Regions from separate parts of the Zea mays genome. Here all the other regions are linked to region 3. Evidence: chromatin contacts called from public Hi-C data. All regions are on one chromosome and are shown on one strand. The core of a region is the stretch at or near the end of the contact, and the rest is flanking DNA. Distances in the headings are between cores, read along the strand shown.

Region 1 (3,446 bases), core at 251-2,750, 360 kb before region 3:
GAAAACAAAATGATCGACTTGGATGACAGTCTTGAGAGTGAAAAGAGCATTTCAGATTTGAAGACGTCTTCCAGTGTGCCTAGAACCATCTGTTTTCCAACCTGGAGGTAGACAATAAAAAACTCTTCTTAAAGTTCAGTGAAAACAACAGCATACACAAATATGAAGAAATACTCCTTGATAGGAATGTGAAAGCAGAATGTAACACTATCCTGGTCTCTCCAATTCAAAAATCCCCAGTATCAATTATTGGTATTTTTTTATCAATGACATGTATGTTAGCTTGGTCATGGGTGTAACAATAGTTCAATATGTGTGGGCGAACAATCATGTATATGTAAAGTTTGCAGGTAGCACACACGTTGACAAACTTGAGGTAAATGCATAAATTTTGTGTTTAAGCGACAAATGTATATCCATAAACACCTCATGAACTTTATGGATAACAGCCAACGTAGAACCAAGCTTCCAGAAAGCCTTAGCTGCTGACATGATGACTTGTGGCTCTGATGTCTGAGAACATATCAATCTTCTGAACACTTCAAGAATTATCCTTGAGAAGTCATCTGACAGATGACAAATGCAACTAGCCGCAAAAATTGCAGCCTTGACCTGCCATTCGACAAGAATGTTTGTTAATCTTCAAAAGTGGACAACTCCCAGCTTGCAAACACTAAATGGCAATTACATTTTATCCAATCAGGTAGGACGTGCGTTTGGGACATATCATTCGTTGCGCTACTGAGTGTGAGAGGTGAAGGAAGGTAGTGACCTCCAAAGCACTGGAGGCACTCAAACTGGAAAGTATGAGAGAGCGGACGTGCACGCTGTCCTTGGCGATGTCGGCGAAGCACCCGAACATGCGCAGTGCAAGCGCCCTGTCCCGCTTGTTCCCAGTGTCGTAGACCACCTTGACCCTCCTGAGCAGCTGGTCAGGCTCCGTGATGCGCGCCCCGGCTAGCGCCCCTGGACCCGTGGCAGAATTGAGGAGGGTCTTGATGATGCGGACCCGCATGGCGACGTCGGCGCTCCTGAATTCGGTGGCGAGGCGGAGGAGCATGGTCTCCGCGAAGACGCGCGCCTCCCCGGGCAAGACGCCGTACGCGGAGGCGACGGGCGCGGGGGCGGTGGCGCAAGTGCAGAGCTGGCGGAGGCGTGGGCCGGCGGCGTCGACGGCGCGGACGCGCGTTGCTGCGGCCGGACGAGAGCGGAGGTGAGTGAGGGGATATAGAAAAGAGATGAAGAAGGGGGGTTGGGGCGGTCGACTCTACCTGGTTGGCGGGAGCGGAGACCCCTGTCGAGGTCGATGCTCCAGTCCATGGCGGATGCCGCTGGAATCCGCTCCAACTCCATCGACGACGACCGCGGCGGCGCTGGCGGACGGTGGTGGTTTTTGTTTGGCGGGCCGCCGCACGGAGAGTCCGAACGACGTTCGATCTTGATCCTACGGTTTTCTATCTCCATAGATCAACATATTGACCATAGCCATTTTTTCGTCCGCAATCCCACGACCATGGGTTTTAGGCGTATATATAATTTGAACCAATGGTTTTAAGTCGCTCGACTAGCTATTCGAGACACCACCAGGTAACTAATCGTGAGGTCGACTAAGGGCTTATTCGGTTCTACCCTAATCCATATGGATTGGGGGAATTGAGAAGGTTTCAATCCCTAGTAAGTCAAAATCCCCTCCAATCCGTATCAATCCCCTCCAATCCGTATGGATTGAAAATAACCGAACAAACCCTAATTAGATCTTAGTCGATCTGATTGTTTTTACCGATCCTCTTGCATATTTACATGTACAGAGTCAGGACCTATATATATAATTATATATATGTGTAATAATGTAATATTGATATATGTGTAGCATATAGCATATAGGAGACAATATCAAAGTAACCAAATTACCAAACAAAATAAATATAAATACTAGAACTGGATAGTGGAGAGTGGACAATTTAGATTTCAGAACACCATTGAACATTTAGATTTCAGAACATCATAGAAATTATGAATACTAGAATTGTTAGGCACTCAGATCATATTTCAGAATTAAGAATTCAGATTTCAGAAGAATATCACTCACTACATAACATATTATAACATATGATGTAGAGTTGCAGACTTACTAGACGTCCAGCCCAAAGCAAAACAGGCCAGCCATCAGCCAACCAAACCTAACTAATCGTCCACACATTAACTGGACAACTAATCGCACTTGGTCGACGACTAATCGGACGACTGGACGATTAGTCGACCTAATCGGGTCGGATACTCTCGTCGCTCTACTAAAACCGACTAGTCCGATTAATCGCGATTAGTCGGATGACTTGAAATCATTGGTTTGAACTAATGCAGATTTGATCAAATTTATATAAAACACAATGACATCTACAGTATTAAATTAGTTTTTATTAAATCCACAATTTAGTATATCTTGGCAATCTATTTTTTGGTGTAGTAGGTTCTAGGTCTCGTCTCTCGTTTCTCAGTTAATAAATTGTTATTCTGGCTCGAGCTAGCTAATGTTGTGAGTTGGTTAACAATTAACTAAGTATAGTTATGAGTACCAATTTTTTGATTAATTTGATTATTTGATGCACTGATTTTTTAGATCTACAACTTATATTTTGATAGTTTCTACATCTGAGAGTGCTTACAAAATTTGAATTTCAAATTTAAAAACTTCACACGAATTTTGATATGGTAAGATGATATCAAATCAAAATATTATCAATTATAAAGTTTCATTACATTTCAAGACCTACAACTTTTATCTTGGTGGTTTTTCCATTCGAGATAGTTTGAAAAATTCAAATTTTAAAATTTAAACATAGTTTTGCATCACAAGATGATTTCAAACCAAAACATTGTCAACTACAAAGTTTCATAACTCTTCAACACCTACAACTTTCATGTTGATGGTTTTTTCTTTCGAGGTCGTTTTCAAATTTTAAATTTTAATTTTTTTAAATTCATACGTAGTTTTCGTTTATAAGATGACTTCAAATGAAAAAGTTTCCAACTACAAACTTAAGATCTACAAAGTTTATTTTGGTTGTTTGGTCATTTATTCATCTCACATGATGGTTCTAACATTATTCACAAATCTTATACTTCTCTCTTGTAGTTTCATAAACTATGAGAGATATATAGGTTTTATGAACAAATTTACTTTTATTTTGTCATATGAAGAAATGATGAAAATATAAATTATACATCTTGATGAGTTATACAAATTTGTTGTTGAAAACTTTTTTATTTAAATTAATTTACTGCTTTAAAATATGATTTTTAAATTGTCTTTGTCTAGTGTTGAAAAAGACTCGACAAAGAAACTCTTTGCCGAGTGTCGAAAACAAAAACACTCGGCAAAGAGCTTCTTTGCCGAGTGTTTTCTTTTATTGAGGGTTTTTTACTTGGCACTCGACAAAAGCTTCTTT
Region 2 (3,532 bases), core at 901-3,400, 300 kb before region 3:
AGGGCTCTTTCTCTGCCAGCTTCAACCATGACTCCTCCAAAAATAGCTATTTCCTTATTTTCAGAAAGAATTCTAAAAAGAAAACCATGTTTTGTTGATATAGCTCTTCATGCAACTTGTCCTATGATATATCGTCGACGAAAAGAAAAAAACATGAGAGAGAAGTAGCTCTTTTTTGGTTCTCGGCTCCTGCTGGTTTTTTTGGAAGAGTTCCTCCTTTTCTAGAAATTGCCCGTCAAAGAGCCTCCCATTTGGTAGATTTTATCAAAAAGTCGTTGGAGAAGCCTTTAAACAAGCCCTATCAAAAAGGGACTTAGAGCCGGTTTGGTTTGCTACCTAATTTGTTCTATTTTATCTAACTTTTGTTTAAGGTTAGTTTTTTAATTCGAATGTGGCACAGGTAGCCATTTAGAGTCTGTTTGGTTTGCTACATAATTTGTTCTATTTTATCTAACTTCTTCTTAAGTTTAGTTTTTTAATTTGAATGTGACGTAGCTAACTACGAATCAAACAGACCCTTAGTCACCTCATCAAGCCATCATCAGTCAGTTTCTCCACAAACCAGTAGCGTTATTTGTTCCCCAGAATAGAGAGAGAGAGAAGACTATTGAAGCTCCAGAATTTTGACCTGCCCGGATGATTTGGCTACAGCATGAATATATCTAGGAAAAAAAATCAAAGCTACATATATAGTTTCCTTCGTATGACAAAACAAAGATGCATCCATAATAACTGAAAACTCGATGCTGCATCTTACTTCCCGAATACCAAAAAAAAAGTAAAAACGCTCTATTCACAGGCTCCTCCTTCATTATCCATGCAACTCCAGCTACATTTACTAGACACACATAAATCATACTGCTCAATGCAATTGTGAAGCTTCAGATGGCAGCAGATTCAGAAGGGCAAAAAACGCGACTCTGATCAGGCTACGCCACCACGGCGATTCGATTCACACAAGGAGCGGCGTAACTGCGTAGTGGGTCTCCGAGTTGCCACAGGCAAAGCCTTCGATCCTCACTTTCGGGCTGCTGCTAACGCCGCAGGATGGCGAGCCTGCCTCAACCTTAAGCTTGACGTGGGAGCTGCTCCCTAGGGGAGACATGGATGGCAGCGCTCTTTTACCGAACTGCGGGTCATGGACGACAGGGTTGTTAGCGCGCACTGGAGGCGAGCCGCATAAAAAACCCGCCTGGCCGCTGCTCGAATCTGCTCCATCTGAGAAGTCATTCTGAAAAAAAAAACATGAAGCCGGTTATCAAGATTTAATCATCATCCATGGGAGTTTTTTTTTTTTTGCGCTGCTTGTATCCAATCAATGAGCGATCTTTTTCCGACAAATACCTTGCTGAGGATAAGATCATCGAGTATGTCGCAGGCGGAGGCTGGTCTGTACGGCGGAAGCGCACTGCAGATGCGGGGAGTAAAGAGGTTCAGCAAAGAGGGTCGTGATTAGTAGTACTACCAGACTAGTAATCTTTATCATTGAACACATCCATTCTGGACAAAATAGTTAGATGCGCATGCACCAGGGCGTTGCAGGTTGCAGCAATTATTTGCAATCTTGGCACCATCAGGATTGCCGGACAGAAAACGTGATAAAGGTAATCCAAGAACTAACCAATTCGACCTGGGGATGGCCTTGTTTACTGAAACGGCGAAGGGGATCCGGGCGGCGCGGCGAGGCTGGGGGCAGAGGACCTCCGCCCGGGGCGGCAGCGGCAGCGCGTCCATCTGCCACAACCTGGACCTCCTCTCGGGCACTGCCTCGGCCCTCGAGATCGGCTGCCTCAAATAGCAGTGCTCCATGCCTGACGCTCGGCTCGGGGCCTCCTCAAACCCAAGATCGGGAGGAACTGGTAGTCCGCTAGATCGGAATTCGGAAGGAAGTGGTTGCAATTTATTGAGCAAGCCAGGAACCAATGCGCGTACAAAACAAAACCAAACTGGTACAAGGAGTCCGCCTTTTTCTTATCAACACCGCGATGGCCCACCCCCCAAAACACAAGGATGGGAAACTTTCGTTTACGGCATTGCATTCCTCCGACTGGGAAAAGGAGGAAGGAAATGCAATGCTCAGCTGGGTGCCAAAAGAGGCGCCGCCTTTCTACACGGCAAACGGAACGCATTCTCGTGTTTCTTTCCATTCCAGCCATTTTTCTTTTCCGTGAGGGCTGAAGTTCTCCAGCTGTACACAGATAACCTAATCCACAAGCAGATCTTGAGGCAGCAGCGTGAGAGGTGGCGATAATTCACACGATCTCGACATCAAAGGTAAGTGTTCCACTGAGAAATATGGCATAGGATCTCCGGAAGAGAAAAAAAAAACCTGCATCAATCGAATAGACAGAGTTATTTGGAACCGTGATATCACCAACACCGGGCTTCTGAAAATTAGTATCCCGAACAGAGCAATTGGAATTGTAGTATTATAATCTGTTGAACTTCAGAATTGTAGTATCTGAGTCAGTTTTAGCCCAGTAATCCTTATTGTTACGGCAGTCCGTTTCTTGCAACGGATCCACGGGCGCAAAATCTCCAGAGCGCGAGAGTTTAGGTGGTCGAATATGTCTTCCACCACCTCTCTTGAAGTGCTAGTACATTTACCATCCGTGTTGCAACGCGGTGCCAGATGCTCGAGCTTGTGCATCCTCTGAAGCTGCATCTTCTCGGCATCCTTCTTAGAGATTCTGTCGACATTATCCACGCCTAGTGTTCTCATGTTCTCCAGACCCTGGAGCTCCAAGACGACTTTACTATTTTTTTCGTTGCAATATACCTTGGCAATGCTTCGATCTTAGTCAGTAATCTAAGGCCGCTGGGCATCCTCTGAAGCGATGAGCATTCGAGCACATTTAGCTCTTTCAGATTTCTCATGGTGCACATTTAGCTCTTTCAGTACCGCACGCCGCCCTGCAGGAGCTTCAGGTGGTCGAGGTCACGGAGGTAGTCGGCGACCGCGCCCACGGACTGGAGGAGGTCGGCGCGGGCATGGAGCGTCGGGATGTAGGCAGGGTCCAGAGCCAGCGAGCGGTTGCAGTCCGCGATGGCGTCGGCCGGACGGCCACCGGCCTGGAACGCGGCGGCGAACGGGTGCGGCAGCACGCCGCGCCGCGCCTCCAGGATCTTGGTGAAATGGCGCACGGCCTCGGCAGGGAGGCCGGCATCCAGCGCCGCCATGGCAGCCGCGCGGCGCCGGAGCAGGAGCTTCACGTGCGCCAGGAGCTAGGACACGGCCTCCGACTTGGATGTTTTGCCGGACGGGACGGAGGGAGCCGCGGTAGCGGTGGCGGACGACAACGAGAAGCTGTCGCTCCTGCACGGCCGCCGGCTCGGACGTCCACACGTCGAGCGCCGCCGCCGCTCCTGCACGGTCGTGGAGAATTCTCGCGCTCTGGAAATTTTGCGCCCGTGGATCCGTTGCAAGAAACGGACTGTCTTAACAATAAGGATTACTGGGCTAAAACCGACTCTGATACTACAATTCCGAAGTTCAACGGATTATAATACTACAATTCCAATTGCTCTGTTC
Region 3 (3,328 bases), core at 19-2,518:
GAACAAAAAGGAACAAGCTGGGATGGACTGGGCAGCACCGGACAGTCTGGTGCCACCCACCTGACTGTCCGGTGACCATCCTGCCGTACTGGCCACTCTCGAGCTCGGTCAGGCTTCATCGGCTAAAAATCACCGGATAGTCCACGCGGAGCGCTAGACAGTCCGGTGTGAAGACAGCCAACGACTATCTGCCACGTAGAGGATTCCCAGTACGAATACACTATACAAGACCAAGATCATGACACACCTAAGGAGCGTAGGACCATGTTCACGGGGATGGGACACCAGGGCCTACAACAAGCGTATTGGACCTCAATTCTGGCAGTGAAAGACAAGGTTCGTCTTCACCCCTTCTCCCCTATATGAATTATCCGATCGATGAAGTGATTCAGCAACCCATGAGGTGGGTGTATCAATGGGAGGAGTCTGAGTACTACCAAATGTTATTGGACTCGTGTAGTACGACTTCTGCATGGACTGGACATACTTGTGTGGAGTATAAAAACAATGGATGCGTGAGCAAGATATTATGTTTCTCTCGTTGGAGGGGTATAATACGCCACACAATCAGTAGAATGCACACCCGTGGGAATGATCTTCACCAGAGGGTGCATTGTATCTTCGATGTTATTTGTGAACTATAAAATTGTGACATATAATGTATTTGAACTACTAAATATTGTTATTGGACTTATGATAACATTTGGACCATTTTTTATTCAATTAATGTGACCTAAACATGCTTTTATTTGCCAAAAAACAAGAGGTTCGGTTTCGCCTGATCTGTTGTTGGTTTATCGGTTTTGGAACCGATTAATCGTCATATCGACCAATAAACCGATGATGAGACGTTTCAATTCAAAAATTGGTTTGGATTTGAATATATCAATTTCTACTGCTTTACACCAATCTATCGTGATTAATCAAATATTGGTTCCAGCCGGTTTTTAGGTAGCAACCCGATTTGGTGAACTTTGCCCTTACCTGTTACCCTAGAACTAGAAAGATCATAGAAAGATGAAAGAGTTGGGTTGGTACCATCAATGAAGATTGTACAAAATCAAGGGTCCAAATGGGTACAGTAGATAATAATTGTGGTCCAGCTGGCTCCCACGTCATGAGACCAGCCAGATCAGCCAGCAACGGTCACTTCTACGGTGCGCCGGCGGCACAATCACGACAACCACTCACTCCTCTCCACGTGGCCACCTGCCTCTTACCCAACGGCTATTTCACCATGTCCCCATCCCCAGCCGCAGCCGGCCTCCCGCGTCCCCGCCTGTCGCTAGTTCTCTCGCCTTGACCGCAGAAATAAAACGAAAAAAAAACAGCGCGCCACCGCCACCAACCAAACAGAGGAAAAGGAGGGGAGGAAGAAGCGGAGGAGAGAGAAACCCTAATCGAGATGGGCAAGCTTCTCTGCGACCCCTCCGCCGCCGCCGTCGCCGAGGCCCTGCCGCCGTCCCCAGCCCCCGCTCCGCCTCCGCCGCTCCTCGCTTGGTCCTCCCCGGCCCCGGCCTCCTCCCCCGAGGCCTCCATCTCGCCCACAGGCTGGGACGCGGTCTGGGCGCTCGAGGACCAGCAGCGCCGCCGCCTCCACCGGATCTGGGAGCGGGGCGTCGCGTGGAAACCCTCCTCGCCGGGCGCCGGCGAGGCCGCGCTGCCTCCCGTGGTCTTCCGCCTCGACCACGGCGGGGAGGTCGACGCCGATGGCAACTGCCTCTTCACCGCCGCGCGGACGGCAGCCGCTGCCAAGGCCGACGCGCGCGAGCTGAGGCACCGCGCAGTGCGCCGATTCGCCGAGGTCTACGCCGCCGCTGGGGAGGACGACAAGAACGCCGTCGACGCCGCCGTGAGGCACCTCTACGCGCCGGATCTCAAGGCCGGGTGGGGTGTCCATGTCGTGCAGGAGATCAAGGTGCTCGTGCCCAAGGCCCAGCGCCACGCGCTCGACTCCGCCATCCAGGAGCTCGTCGATCTCGGTATCCAAAGGTACCGTGCTCGCGGATCTGCCCTTGCTCGCTGCTCTAGCTCAAATCTTTTGATTTTCTCGCCACTTCAAGATCTAAAAGCCTTGTCATTTTTTTCCCGTATGCCTTTTTGATGATTTCGCCATTCTTGCTCTTGGTCTAATCAGACGCTCGTGCAATGTCGTTTTCTCGCCACCTTCGCAATAAAATATTCTCCGTTTCCCAGCCCAAAATATATTTGTTCTTGACTTCTTGAGATTATCAAAGATTATTTGGTTCAGCTAATTTACATATAGCAGTTCGTGTCTCTTTAGCCCTTCCTGAATTTCATAACACATCCACAAACACGGATTGACGAAATCTTGTGGGCTTTGGCATCGTGGAGATGCAGGACACATCGCTTCACAAGGTGTCTGCGTTGTATCCTTGAAATTAAAAGGTCAATGAAATGAAGGATGGAATCGTCCTTTTAAGTATTGCGACGCAAGTGTTGATGTAATGGGAGCCCACGCTTGTCCACCCTGTTATTTCCAATACATCACTTAATACTCCCATGTTGACCCTGGTACAGCTGTATTCCTACATCTTGATTAATCAAAGAATCTGAAGTTGTTCAGTATACTAATCAGCTTAGGTTTCCTGTACCTGCTCATTTGTGACACCCACATAGGATGGCTACTAGCCCTCTGTGCCTCCAAAATCCAGTTACGTGCTCATATATCATGTCTTCGGTGTTGACTGCCTTTCAGGGAAATAGCAGCTGAAACTATCTACAAGGAAAGATGCATCACTGTAGACAATGGGGATAGTTGGACCAAGTACATGTCCATTTCTGGTTCTTCAGAGGACGAGCATGACATTATCACCCTGCAGTACACAGAGGAGGGGTTACTGACAATAGATGAGAACCGAGATGGCCGTGCAGCTGCATTTGGCGATGATATTGCCATTGAATGCCTAGCTACTGAATTCAAGAGAGAAGTTTACGTGGTAAGTATTTGAACATATATGATATGTTGCTACTAGTTTATCTCTATTTGATATAGCTGAAATAGCATTTGTAATATGATCTTGGGCCGTTTTCTTTGTGCATTGATAGGTGCAAGCCCATGGAGCGGATGCAATGGTTGACGAGGATAACTGTGTGTTCTTCCTCCCACACCGTCCTCGAGGAGAAGTTTGCGAGCCACCGATTTTTCTTTTCATGAAAGGAACAGGTGTGTTTTCAGATGCAAACATGGCCGTGCTCCCCCATCAGCAAATGCATATAATCTGTAGAATGCAAATCAGTCTCTATTCCTGTATTTTTATTTAGTGACACGGTCATGCTTAAGTAGACTGTACAAATTTTTTTCACT

The links. A called contact is a pair of places that touch in the nucleus more often than the background predicts.
Region 1: a Hi-C map of tassel shows a contact between it and region 3, with 3 times the contacts expected there. The contact joins the promoter of LOC100278013 here to the promoter of LOC100272796 in region 3. A contact is called at or near these places in 5 of 25 Hi-C or Micro-C datasets (ear, endosperm, leaf and 2 more).
Region 2: a contact with region 3 is called in a Hi-C map of tassel, with 2.5 times the contacts expected there. The contact joins the promoter of LOC103649922 here to the promoter of LOC100272796 in region 3. A contact is called at or near these places in 2 of 25 Hi-C or Micro-C datasets (bundle sheath and tassel).

What each region holds. Positions count from the first base shown.
Region 1 is chr3:32,142,373-32,145,818 of Zm-B73-REFERENCE-NAM-5.0, forward strand. It overlaps LOC100278013, which reads right to left and starts at 1,501. Exons shown (of 14, transcript XM_035966174.1): 1 at 1,272-1,501; 2 at 773-1,191; 3 at 427-612; 4 at 1-101. The coding sequence starts at 1,464.
Region 2 is chr3:32,207,262-32,210,793 of Zm-B73-REFERENCE-NAM-5.0, forward strand. It overlaps LOC103649922, which reads right to left and starts at 2,151. Exons shown (of 3, transcript XM_008675602.4): 1 at 1,622-2,151; 2 at 1,345-1,408; 3 at 647-1,231. The coding sequence starts at 1,809. The coding sequence ends at 953.
Region 3 is chr3:32,504,130-32,507,457 of Zm-B73-REFERENCE-NAM-5.0, forward strand. LOC100272796 reads left to right here and starts at 1,269. Exons shown (of 4, transcript NM_001147249.2): 1 at 1,269-1,992; 2 at 2,720-2,960; 3 at 3,070-3,187. The coding sequence starts at 1,406.